Linked DNA regions of Sus scrofa: regions 1, 2 and 4 are each linked to region 3. A link is a contact called in public Hi-C and HiChIP or PLAC-seq data. All regions are on one chromosome and are shown on one strand. Each heading gives the region's core, a stretch centred on a gene start, on an enhancer-like site or on the middle of the called end of the contact. The rest is flanking DNA. Distances are from core to core; before and after follow the strand shown. Region 1 holds the start of PEX19 (peroxisomal biogenesis factor 19). Region 2 holds the start of DCAF8 (DDB1 and CUL4 associated factor 8). Region 3 holds the start of LOC100157711 (sodium/potassium-transporting ATPase subunit alpha-4). Region 4 overlaps DCAF8 (DDB1 and CUL4 associated factor 8).

Region 1 (2,906 bases), core at 84-2,583, 120 kb before region 3:
TTCCTGGCCTCACTCAGTGGGTCAAGGATCCGGCGTTGCCATGAGCCGTGGTGTAGGTCACAGATGTGGCTCGGATCCCACCCACGTTGCTGTGGCTCTGGCGTAGGCTGGCGGCTACAGCTCTGATTAGACCCCTAGCCTGGGAACCTCCATATGCTGCGGGTGCAGCCCTAGAAAAGACAAAAAGACAAAAAAAAAAATATTTTTGCTACACCCGCAGCATGCATAAATTCCCAGGCCAGGGATTGAACCGGAGTCACAGCAGTGACAACACCAAATCTTTAACCACTAGACCACCAGGGAACTCCTAGCACAGGATCTTAAACAAGAGTAGATGCCTTGTAAGTGCTAAAATAGGTTTTCCTGAGGCAGTTGATGCATTCTGACAAATCTGAATAGAACAATTCCAGAGGAGGGAAGGGAAGTCTGGAGTTGTCTTTTATCTGAGCATCCCCCAACTTCATTGGGTTGAGTCCTGTGAAGAGAAAAGACAATAGGTCAAAGAAGGCAGGTTTATTACTACTGCATTCCAGTTGCCCTCTTCACTTAAGTCCAAGGTCCGAGAGTCACTTACTCCCTGGTTCAACTAACATTGGGTTCTAAGTTCTTGTGACATTTCTAATGGAGAATACAAAATGAGAGCTATCCACTAGATTCTGCAGAGAAGCATGCCTCACTAGAGCCTTGGAGAGCAAAGAGCAGCCAATGAGTGCCCACTAAGTTTTGGGCCCTAGCCAAGGAGCCGGGGTTACAGCAGTGAAGACAAGAGATGAAATCCTTTCTGTCATGGTGCTTTAATTCCAAGGAGCCTGGGGGAGAGACAATAAAGATAAATCAGTAAAATATGTAATATGTCAGATAGTGGTTAAGTGTTGAAAAAAAGAGGCGAAGTAGAGAGGAAGCATCTGTAAGTGTATGGGAGGGGTTGCAATTTTATTTAATGAGGCCAAAGAAGGCATTTCCGAGAAGGTGGCATTTCAGTAACATACTGAAGAAAGTGAGAGGAAAATAGCATATTGGCTGTGCCATAACTGTCTTACTGATTATACATGCATAGCTTTTAGTTTGCACGCAATTTGTCCCAGTCGACCTACCCGCAGCTCAAAAAAATAATGAAAGGCCCAATTCTGTAGGTAATGTGGGCAGTTGAAAGAAAGGAGGCCGGGCCAGTAAAAACCCTGACAGAAGATAACAGTAAATTCCCCTCTGTTGGTTCAGTGTTCCCGGAGAAAGAGGCGGGGAGAGGGGAACCCCAAACAAAAACAAAGGTTCCTGTACCTTTAAAAATGGCGGCCCCTCGGGCCAACAATATCATTGGTTGCACGAGGCAGGGGGGCAGGAACTGGGGGGCGCACGGCGCCGCGCAGTCCCGCCTCCTACGGCAAGTCGGAGGTGGCAAGATGGCCGCCGCTGGGGAGGGTGGTGGTGTTGGGGCTGAAGCGGACCGGGAATTGGAAGAGCTTCTGGAAAGTAAGAACCCGTAATAGAAAAGGCCTGAAGGGCGGGAGGTGTGAGGACGCATTCAGGGGGCCAAGTGAATCCGAGATAAAGGAGGCGGAGCGGGAGAGGCTCTTCAGAGGTTGGGCGGGGGCGGAGGGTCTGACTGCGACCCCCTAGAAAATCTCTAGGTCACCCTCTCCTTCCTCCTTGGCGGAGGCTGAGGATCGCATTTGCGTCCCTGTGCGGCCTAGACGGTTGATCTCCTTGCCGGAAGGGAAACTAGTCCAGAGGACGATGTTTCGGGATCCCGCTCCAAACTCCCCCTACTTTAGTAAGTTCTTGGAAGCCTAACTTTCTTCCCGCCAGCAACCACATTCGGTGCTCGGTGGGCAGAGAACTGGACACCCATGGGATTGCCTCCATTAACTCTTAGCAAGCCCGAAGCGTGCCTTTATGTGCAGTATCCTGTCCTCCTTAACACAAAAGACACGTCTTTTCCTTTTCCCAGACCTTTTTCGCACCAGGCTCCTTTCCAATTTTTTCATCATTTCAGAGCTCAAACCCATTCCTATCTCTTTAATTTGAGAACCAGAGTGAGACTGCCTCAGGGGAAGGCAGTTCACCCTCTCGAAAGTGGGTGGCGGAACTTTTCTTCCTTAGCCCCATCCACCACTCCTCTTTTGGTTTCTTGCCCAGAGTGGGGCCAGTGCCCTACCCCTAGGCCTGGCAAGCAGGGTGATGGTGAGGACACAGGCTTTTCAGGGAAGAGGTGAATATTTTTTGTCTCTTGCTGAGTCACAGAGATGTGAGCAGGTGGAAAGACGAACAGAAACGGTGAGAAGTGCCAGGCGACTGTGTGAATTGGCAGACACGGGTGTAGGCAGAGATGAGGCCAAAGGGAGCTCTAGGAGCTTTGGAGAGGGAGAGCTAAATTGAAAGATAAAAGAAGAGAATTCAGTGCCCTCCAATGGTGTGTAATATGGAGTCTCTCAGCTTGTACAAGGACCTATGCGAAGCTAGGTGAAACATCTTGTGGCTTCTGCTCTCTTGCCCAAGATTACTCCCTTGAGGGCTCCAGAGTGAGTTCAGAGGGTTAAGGACATCTGGTCTCTGCCTCCCTTGGATATTTGCATGGGATTTCTAGGGAATCATTAAAGTATGGCAGAGAAGGCACTGTGTCGGTGGAGGTGTCTCTGCAAATCTTTTAACTCTTCTCCTAACTCCAAGAGAGATGCTTGTTCCACCTTGAGGGATGTCTTCCCCTTTATCACATTAAATTAGACAATAGGTAGGGAAGTGGGAGGCTTATTGAGGGGTGGGCTGGGAGACTTTTAAAGGAGAAAATTTTAGGAAAGTTGACAGTTTGTACTCTTAATGTTTTGCCCAGAAACTCCCAACCTTTCATCCTCATCCATCCCCAAAACACCCCATGTTTCTTGTCTCTGAAGGTGCTCTTGATGATTTCG
Region 2 (2,793 bases), core at 113-2,612, 100 kb before region 3:
GCTACGGAAACAAATCTGACTAGTATCCATAAGGGTTCGGCTTTGATCCCTGGCCTTGCTCAGTGGGTCAGAGATCTGGCCTTGCAGTGAGCTGTAGTGTAGGTCGCAGACACAGCTTGGATCCCTCATTGCTGTGGCTATGGCTATGGTTGGCAGCTAAAGCTCTGAATCGACCCCAGCTTGGGCACCTCCATATGCCACAGATATGGTCCAAAAAAAAAAAAATCTCCCATAAAAATGTAATAATAGATTAAATGTTATGGTAAAAAAATTATGAAAAAGTACAGAGTTAGAGGACAGAGAAGGATGGTAGTGCAGGATACCATTTTAGTTGGAATAGTTAAAAGCTGATTGAGGAAGTAGCCTTTGGGTAGAGATGTAATTAAATGGACAGAATGAGTCTAGTAAAAAATACCGTAGATGAACATTCCAAGAAGAGGGAACAAGTACAAAAGCCCTCAGGCTGTCCATGCTTTGGTTGTAGTGACAAGAAGAAGACCAGTAAGGCTAGAGCAGAGCTAGGTAGTATGGGAGGAAATGAAATCGGAGAAATAAGTGCCATGTCGTGTAGGGCCTTCCTCGGAAAACCTCTTGATCATTTAGATTTTTAATGTACAATGAGAAGCTTTCGGAGGTTTTGAGCATAATACTATGACCTGGCTTACGTTTTAAAAGGTCACTCTGGGTCCTTTATTTAACTAGTAGGGCAATGATGGAAGTGGACAAACCAGCTAGGCATCTCTTGCAATAGTCTAAGTAATATATAATGACATAATAGGATGGTTAGCGGTAGAGGAGGTTACCAGGGGCCTCACACCCTAGCCTTCTGGGCAAAACGCCCCTGGCCCGGCAACTGGGAGTAACTTTTTCAGGGGCCTCCTGCATGCTTCCTTCAGATGTCAGACAAGCAGAGGGTACATCATCTGTCCCAGTCTTTGGAACCTTCGACACACTACCCCCCTTCAAAGAGCTTCTTGAATAGCTTAGCTGCACCTCAAGCTTCTAAATCCCTTCTTTAAAAATGGGTAAATGGAAGCTCGGGGCGGGGCGGGGGGGGGCGGTAAATGGGTCTCGAGGGTAAAGCAAGCACTTAAGATCCTCAAAGGAAATGGAGTTTTCAGAAGAAATCTGGAGAAAACTGCTTGTTCAGAAACAGGGCAAACATGAAGGTCGCCCAGGAGTTTGCCTGCAAACCCGTCAGAAATGAAGTTGATTTAAACCACAACTCTGAAAGGCCTTTAACTCTATTTAAGTATCACGAGGATCGTGAAGTCTTCCAAACAGTACAAAAACAACTTCGCCTTCTCAGTAATGCGCACGCGCCGCCCGCTCCGTTTTCCGTTGGGCTTAGGCCCGCCCCCTATGCGTCCTCGGTGGAGGGTTGGGAGCCGAGAGCTCGCGCGACCACTTTTCCCTCAGTCTTCTCCAGCACATCGTCGCAAACGGGGCCGGAAAGCGTGGCAGCGCAGGCGCAAGCGCAGAGAGCGGAGGCGGTGGTGGTGGCGGCCGCTGGCCAGTGTAAGATGGCGGCGGCGTTGGTGGCGGCAGTGGACGGGGCGGCTGGGCCTGGAACAGTCGGAGCAGCCGCTGGCAGAAGGATGACCCAAGACGGGAAGCGGGCTGCAGAGTCTCGCCGGCTCCCGTGCTTGTAACTGCCCCAGCCGGACACCCCCCCCCTTTGACCTACCCGGTCCGTGTCTCGTTCCGGCTTGGCCTGGCCCCCTCCCCCTTGCCCCGTTCCCCTTTAAGATAGGTTTGACTGCTTTCTCGAGCTCCCAGGGCTCAGGTCTGCTCCTTCTGACCCGAGTCACCGCCGGGAGGAGTGGCTGTCCTTTTCGCAGGTCAGCCCCACGGCTGCCCCCAGGAGCATGCCCCGCAATCCACGGGGACGTCTTGCCTTGTCGGGTGACCCATTTGTGTGCGCTTTTCCCCTTTAGATTGGGGGACGCGGCTTGCCCTGCGCTTCCCCGTCATCTCAGGGCCACCGCGCTGTGTGCCCCCTCCCCCATCCCGAGTTCTCGGGCCCAGCACCTTGTACGGAAGGCCGAGGTCCAAGAACCCTGGAGTCAGTTGTTGCCGTCTGTTCCTGTACCCTTGTAATGTAATTCCCTTCACCCCTAAATCTTTCAGGGCACCGTAGAACGGTCCCATTTGGTCCCTGTTAGTTGGAAAGCATCTAGTGGCTTGAATTTCTGACTCATATGATTGTTGCTGGAGTCTCTGTAAACAAACCGGCACTAGCGCTATCACGTTCTCTCCGGGATTTCCCCCTGCTCTGTGGCTTGTTGAGAGGTTTGGTTATGGGTTGGCGTTGAAAAGATTCAGGTTTTCCTTTTAAATGACTTACGTTTTAGTGGAGCTGGGAGATTACTTGCCTGGTTCATTTAATTTCTGTAACTACGTAAGTTACTTGTTCAGTAGTCATAAATTACCGTGCTTCTAAATAGTCCTGAGGAGGTCTAAAAAAGTACTAACATGTATTCATAAATATGTTTTTATTATGTTTAGTTGAAGAGGCACCCTTGCCATTTAAACTTTAACTTTTCTTAGTCCTTCAGTGAATCTACAGGCCTATTTTCTCAGGAGCTCAGCCTGGCCCTACTTCAGTGATAAAGGAGGAAAGGTGAGTAGGAGTTGAAGGCATTTAAATTCCTCAGTCCAAGACAGACCCTACCCTGGTGCCCAAGTGCTGACCACTAAAATTATAAAATTCCTACCACAATTTCCCAAGGAGTTAGGGTATTGTTCTTGGCTTTGTTCCAGCTCTGGTTAAATTACGTTTACAAGTTTAAT
Region 3 (2,753 bases), core at 159-2,658:
ATCCAAAGGGTGGTTATGGAAGAGACAGAAGTGACTCATCTTGTGTTTCTTCAGATGGGAAAACTGGGACCAAATGGGGAATCATATGTCTGCTCAACATAATGAACTCTAACTAGAGCAATCTAACAATGAAATGAGATGACACAAAAAGGGGCGGACTTCCCACTACTGGAAATCATCATTGCCTGCTGCAGATTTTGTACAAGGATATTCCCCATGTTGAGAAGTGGAGTTTGTTTTTTTCTTTTTCTTTTCTTTTTTTTTTTTTTCTTTTTATGGCCGCACCGTCAGCATATGGAAGGTCCCAGGTTAGGGGTCAAATTGGAGCTGCAGCTGCTGGCCTACACCACAGCCACAGCAACACCAGATCTGAGGCACATCTGCGACCTACACCACAGCTCATGGCAACACTGGATCCTTAACCCACTGAGTGAGGCCAGGAATCAAACCTGCATCATCTCGGATGCTAGTTGGGTTTGTTACCGCTGAGCCACAACAGGAACTCCTTGAAAGTATGAATTTAATGGGCTTTGAAGTCCTTTCCAGTAAGAGTCCATACTTTGTGTGTGTGTGTGTGTGTGTTTGCCTTTTCTAGGGCTGCACCCACGGGACATGGAGGTTCCCAGGCTAAGGGTCTAATCGGAGTTGTAGCTGCCGGCCTATACCACAGCCACAGCAACACCAGATCCAAGCCGAGTCTACAGCACAGCTCACGGCAATGCCGGATCCTTAACCCACTGAGCAAGGCCAAGGATCAAACCTGAAACCTCATGGTTCCTAGTCGGATTTGTTAACCACTGAGCCACGACGGGAACTCCGAGAGTCCATACTTCTAAATTCATCTTTCTCTATAAACAGATGAATAAACAGAGGCCTGGAGTGAAGAGAATTGTCCAGGTTCACCAACCAGTACACTCTGGACCGGAACTCGCTCCTGTGATTTATAATCTAACACTTTCTGCATTGTAACTCACTTCTTTTCTCATTAAGGAGGAAAGGGGTTGAGGCAGTCACAGTCCTTTGGGAGCTAAGGGGTTTGCCCCCCACCCCATGCATGGTGTTGGAGTATTCTGCACTTGAGAGGTTCAACCACAAGGGAGGTACTAGCGGTTTCATTTCCGTGAGGTAGTTGGTCTGCTCTGGGGCCACCCTCCACCCCGGCTACTCACCGTGACGGTGGCCAGCAGCCCCTCAGGCACATTTGCCACAATGATGCCAATAAGAAAAATGACAGCCTCCAGCCAGGTGTAGCCCAAGATGAGTGAGAGCCCAAAGAAAGTGACACCGAGGAAGACTGCCACGGCTGTGATCAGATGGATGAAGTGTTCGATCTCAGCAGCAATGGGGGTCTGGCCCACCTTCAGGCCTGATGTCAGTGAGGCGATGCGGCCCATCACGGTGGCATCCCCTGTAGCGATCACGAGGCCCCGGGCGGTTCCTGTGGGTGACGAAGGGGATAGTCTGAATTGGGAAGGCTGTGGGGTTTGGTTCCTATGAAGAGAAAACTGTCAATGGTCAAAAACAAGGTGGACGCAAATGAACCTCTCTACAAAACAGAATCAGACTCATAGACGTGGAGAACAGACATGTGGTTGCCCAGGGGCGGGGGGGGGGGCAGGGGGAGGGATGGACGGGGAGTTTGGGGTTAGTAGATGCAAACTATTACATTTAGAATGGATAAGCAATGAGGTCCTGCCTACAGCACAGGAAACCATATCCAATCTCTTGGGATAGACTATGAGAATATTAGAGGAGTTCCCGTGATGGCTCAGCAGAAATGAATCTGACTAGTATCAGTGAGGATGCAGGTTCGATCTCTGGCCTCGCTTTGTGGGTTAAGGATCTGGCGTGGCTGTGAGCTGTGGTGTAGGTTGCAGACATGGCTTGGATCTGTCTGGCATGGCTGTGGCTGTGGCTGTGGCCAGAGGCTACAGCTCCCATTCAGCCCTTAGCCTGGGCACTTCCATATGCTGTGGGTGTGGCCCTAAAAAGACCAAAAGAAAAAAAAAAAAAAAAAAGAAGATAATATTAGAAAAAGTATATATATATGACTGGGTATGACTGGGCGCTTTGCCGTACAACAGAAATTGGCTCAATATTGTAAATCAACTACACTTTAACTAAAGAGCAATGAAACAAGGTGGAAACTCAAGGTCCTCTGAGAGGTTTTTATGTTCTATTCTCTTTATATTTCACTTACACAGATGAGGGGCTCCCATTCTGAAAAATCTCTGGAGAGATTTCACAGTTCTCTGGAGAGACCCAGTTTTATTGCCTAACTGCCTTCACTGCCAAGAAAGTCCCCCTTACTCTTCATCTGAATATCTCTGTTGCCTTTAGGTTTCTTCTCTTGTCCTCAGTAGTGACACTTCTCGATCCCCAGGAAGAGTGGCTCCCCTTCTGCTAGAATCCTATATTCCCTCATCCTCTAACCCAGTGGTTCTCAATTTGCCCCCCAGGAGACAGTTGGCAACGTCTGGACGCATTTTTGGTTTTTGTCGCAACTGTGGTGGGAGGGGTTGCTACTGGCACCTAGTGGAGAGAGAGCAGGAATGCTGCCAAACAGCCTGCAACTCACAGGCAGGCCCCCTTTTCCTCCTCCCTCAAAGAATAGCGCTGCCCAAAAGTCAGCCTTGTGGAGCTTGAGAAACTGCTCTGCCTGGAGCTCCCTCCCTGCTTGGCTGGCTGGAGCCAGTCTGCCCCCTGCTGGGTGGTATAGGCCATGACTACTGGGCCTCTGTGCTTCCCACCAG
Region 4 (3,101 bases), core at 291-2,790, 81 kb before region 3:
ACTAAATGCCCTGCTTAGGAGGGATATAGTGTAAGAGCAGAGGTTTTTGAGCCAGACTACTTGAGTTTAAATCTTGGCCCAACTCCTTACTAGAGGTGTGATCTTGGGTACATTTATTTAATCTCTGTCTTCAGTTTCTTTAACTATATAATATGGGGCTAATAACACAGAGGGTTGTGATGGAGTTCCTGCTCTGGCACAGAGGGTGAAGAGTCCTACTGCAGTAGTTTGGGTCCCTGCAGAGGCCCGGATTTGGACCCTGACATGATGCAGTGGGTTAAAGGATCCAGCATTGCTGCAGCTGTGACTTGGATTCAGTTTTTGGCCCAGGAGCTTCCCTATGCCTCTGGTGTGGCCATTTAAAAAAAAAAAAAAAAGAGGGTTATGAGGATTAAATAACAATAGAAGCTAAGCAGTTAGAACCATGTCTGGTACTTAACAAACATTTGATAAATATTAGTTGACATTGTTATTCTCTGGAGGTTTTACTTATCAGCCCCATCTATCATATAGTCTAGCTATTTATCCCTAAGCATGGTTTCTTTCCTTCTCCAGTATCCCCTCTAGTTTCCTTTTTCTTTGTAGAAAATTTGTTTACTTTCTGAATCAAGGAAGATTTTTCTCTTTTTTTCCTTTTCTTTCCTAGTAGGTATAGTCTTAGTTTACCTGAGCACTTACCCTGTACCAGTTCAACCTTTTGGAATCAACAGAAGTGCTTTCTTATATCAGAAGTTTTTTTCTCTTCCTCTCCTTTATCCCTTGGACGAAATTGGACTTGAGCCAATTATAAAAGAGTAGGAGGTCTTAAGTTTCCAGCTATCGTGCAGCAACAGGGGGAGATTTGGGGTGGTCATCACACTTTTCCCTCTCAAATGTGCTTTTATTTCTCTTGTACTTTCTTTTATTCTTAATATCCCAGGCCAAGTTCCTTCCTAACAGTGGTGATTCTACCCTGGCCATGTGTGCCCGTGATGGGCAGGTTCGGGTAGCAGAGTTGTCTGCTACACAGTGCTGCAAGAATACGAAGCGTGTGGCACAGCACAAGGGAGCATCCCACAAAGTAAGTAAGCCCTGTCTGCGAAGATTGTGCAGTTCCGCTTCTCTGTGAGTCTCCGCCAAGGCCCTCCAGTCAGTATCTGTACATTGTGTCCCTTTGTTGGGGTCACCTGCCTCACTTCTTTCAGTCCTAAGATTTGTAGGTAAGATGGGAGAAAAAGCAGCTACCCTAAACTTCTCAGAAGGCATGTATTTGAGAGATGTCTATATCTTGCACATGGAGCATTCACCTGATGATACCTGACTCCCAAGCTGAGCCATAGTTGATTTGGAGATCCTTGAGGTCTCCAATGCCTTCCAAGCCTTTAAAATTTACTCTGTATTTAGAACATTTTAACAGCTCCAAGGTGCTAGCTGTTGACTTCTCATATGTGAGAGCTTCAACTTTTCTGCTCACAACTCTCAGTGCATAAACAGCACTATTTCTGGAAGCCTATTTAGAGCAGGAATATAGGCCAAATAGTCATGGCAGCCAGTGAGGAGCCAGCAACTGCCTTATCTCCAAGTAGGCACTGTTTTCTTTCACGCCATGGAAGGAGGATGATCCCCTCTGTTTACAACCCTAAGCAACTATATAGGTGGACCTGGAGTATGCTTTTCTTGCCCACATGGCTCAGGAAATATGAAAATTACCTATTTGATTCTTGAGACTACCCCCAACACAGTAGATAACTAATTTTTCGAACTAAGATGCGAGGAATAAAAGTTGGGTGCCATTTCTCCCCCATCCCTAGTATATGGAATTGATTTTGAGAATGAGCCCTAATGTCATTGTTTTCTTTTGGTATCACTCTTTATATATCCCTTGGGGACTTAGTTAAAAGAGAAAATCATCTGTCCTTTTGCCTTGTATAAAATAAACAAGCTGTAAATAATTCACATACAGAGTAAGAATTAATTTATTAAATTATCTTCTTTCCTGGGATTTTACAACAAAAGAGGTAGGCATTTCTCTGGCTGAGACTTTTTTTTTTTGCTTTTTAGGGCCACATCTGTGGCATATGGAGGTTCCCAGCTGCCAGCAATGCTGGATCCAAGCCACATCTGTGGCCTACACCACAGTCACGGCAACACCGATCCTTAACCCACTGAGCAAGGCCAGGAATCGAACCCACCACCTCATGGTTCCTAGTCAGATTCATTGCTGTTGCACCATGATGGGAACTCCAACTGTTCCTTTTTTCTCTTTCAGTTGGCCCTGGAACCAGACTCTCCCTGTACGTTCCTGTCTGCAGGTGAAGATGCAGTTGTCTTTACCATTGACCTTAGACAAGACCGGCCAGCTTCGTAAGTATAACATTAGTATTTTCTACAGAATTGAATCTCTTGGCCTTGAAAATATTCCATGTGTCCTAGGTAATAACTCTCTAGTTCATCAGAATAGTTCTTTTGTGGAAGTTCGACTGTGGCTCAGCAGAAACAAATCCAACTAAAAACCATGAGGATGCTGGTTCGATCCCTGGCCTCGCTCAGTGGGTTAAGGATCTGGTGTTGCCAGGAGCTGTGGTGTAGTTCCCAGACGTGTCTTGGGTCCCGCGTTGCTGTGGCTGTGGCTGTGGCTTAGGCCGGCAGCTGCAGTTCCCCTACCCTGGGAACTTCCACGTGCTGTGGGTATGGCCCTTAAAAAAAAGAATACCTCTTTTGTGATTATGATAAGCAGATTAAGGTTTAGGGGAATTCCTTCTTTGTTGTTGTCTGTTCTCAATAGTAAAATACTATTCAGCGTATCTTCACTTCTAATGAAGGAAGGGTTCAGTTATCTTCTTATGTGTGGGCTCTAATAACTGGATGTTCTTCCACTCTCCATTCACTTAGGTGACACTCAGCTTCCCCACAAGAAGCACATTACTGGCAGCTTAGAGATAGGCTCCTGTGTGGTTTTCAGTTCAATTATGTATAAAAACATAAAAATGAAATGATAAATCTTGAGCAAAAATATCAGTAGCTATAATAGAACTTTATCATATCACAGCTCATTTTTACATGAATCTGAGACTTATAGGAAAATTATATCTCTTTCACCTGTGTGATCCAGAAACAGCAAA

The links. Hi-C and Micro-C count contacts between places; a contact is called where the count stands out from the background. HiChIP or PLAC-seq counts read pairs in DNA pulled down with a chosen protein or histone mark.
Region 1: a Hi-C map of subcutaneous adipose tissue shows a contact between it and region 3, with 1.7 times the contacts expected there. The contact joins the promoter of PEX19 here to the promoter of LOC100157711 in region 3. A contact is called at or near these places in 8 of 47 Hi-C or Micro-C datasets (embryonic fibroblasts, mesenteric adipose tissue, retroperitoneal adipose tissue and 2 more) and 2 of 2 datasets of contacts at active chromatin or transcription factors (alveolar macrophages and skeletal muscle).
Region 2: a contact with region 3 is called in an H3K27ac HiChIP or PLAC-seq map of skeletal muscle. The contact joins the promoter of DCAF8 here to the promoter of LOC100157711 in region 3. A contact is called at or near these places in 1 of 5 promoter capture datasets (fetal liver), 6 of 47 Hi-C or Micro-C datasets (embryonic fibroblasts, heart right ventricle, liver and 3 more) and 2 of 2 datasets of contacts at active chromatin or transcription factors (alveolar macrophages and skeletal muscle).
Region 4: an H3K27ac HiChIP or PLAC-seq map of skeletal muscle shows a contact between it and region 3. The contact joins the enhancer-like site here to the promoter of LOC100157711 in region 3. A contact is called at or near these places in 6 of 47 Hi-C or Micro-C datasets (embryonic fibroblasts, heart right ventricle, liver and 3 more) and 2 of 2 datasets of contacts at active chromatin or transcription factors (alveolar macrophages and skeletal muscle).

What each region holds. Positions count from the first base shown.
Region 1 is chr4:90,195,705-90,198,610 of Sscrofa11.1, forward strand. PEX19 (peroxisomal biogenesis factor 19) reads left to right here and starts at 1,334. Exons shown (of 8, transcript XM_021089574.1): 1 at 1,334-1,470; 2 at 2,889-2,906. The coding sequence starts at 1,401.
Region 2 is chr4:90,213,556-90,216,348 of Sscrofa11.1, forward strand. It overlaps DCAF8 (DDB1 and CUL4 associated factor 8), which reads left to right and starts at 1,363. Exons shown (of 13, transcript NM_001244434.1): 1 at 1,363-1,518.
Region 3 is chr4:90,318,182-90,320,934 of Sscrofa11.1, forward strand. It overlaps LOC100157711 (sodium/potassium-transporting ATPase subunit alpha-4), which reads right to left and starts at 1,409. Exons shown (of 16, transcript XM_021089576.1): 1 at 1,170-1,409. The coding sequence starts at 1,394.
Region 4 is chr4:90,236,646-90,239,746 of Sscrofa11.1, forward strand. It overlaps DCAF8 (DDB1 and CUL4 associated factor 8), which reads left to right. Exons shown (of 13, transcript NM_001244434.1): 4 at 920-1,060; 5 at 2,249-2,343. Among named protein-coding and RNA genes, the nearest start is that of DCAF8, 23 kb to the left of the region's middle. Within about 2 kb of position 1,541, at least 1 of the 83 cell types and tissues checked has an H3K27ac peak or open chromatin away from gene starts, as enhancers often do. A contact at or near this core is called in skeletal muscle, where this site is marked.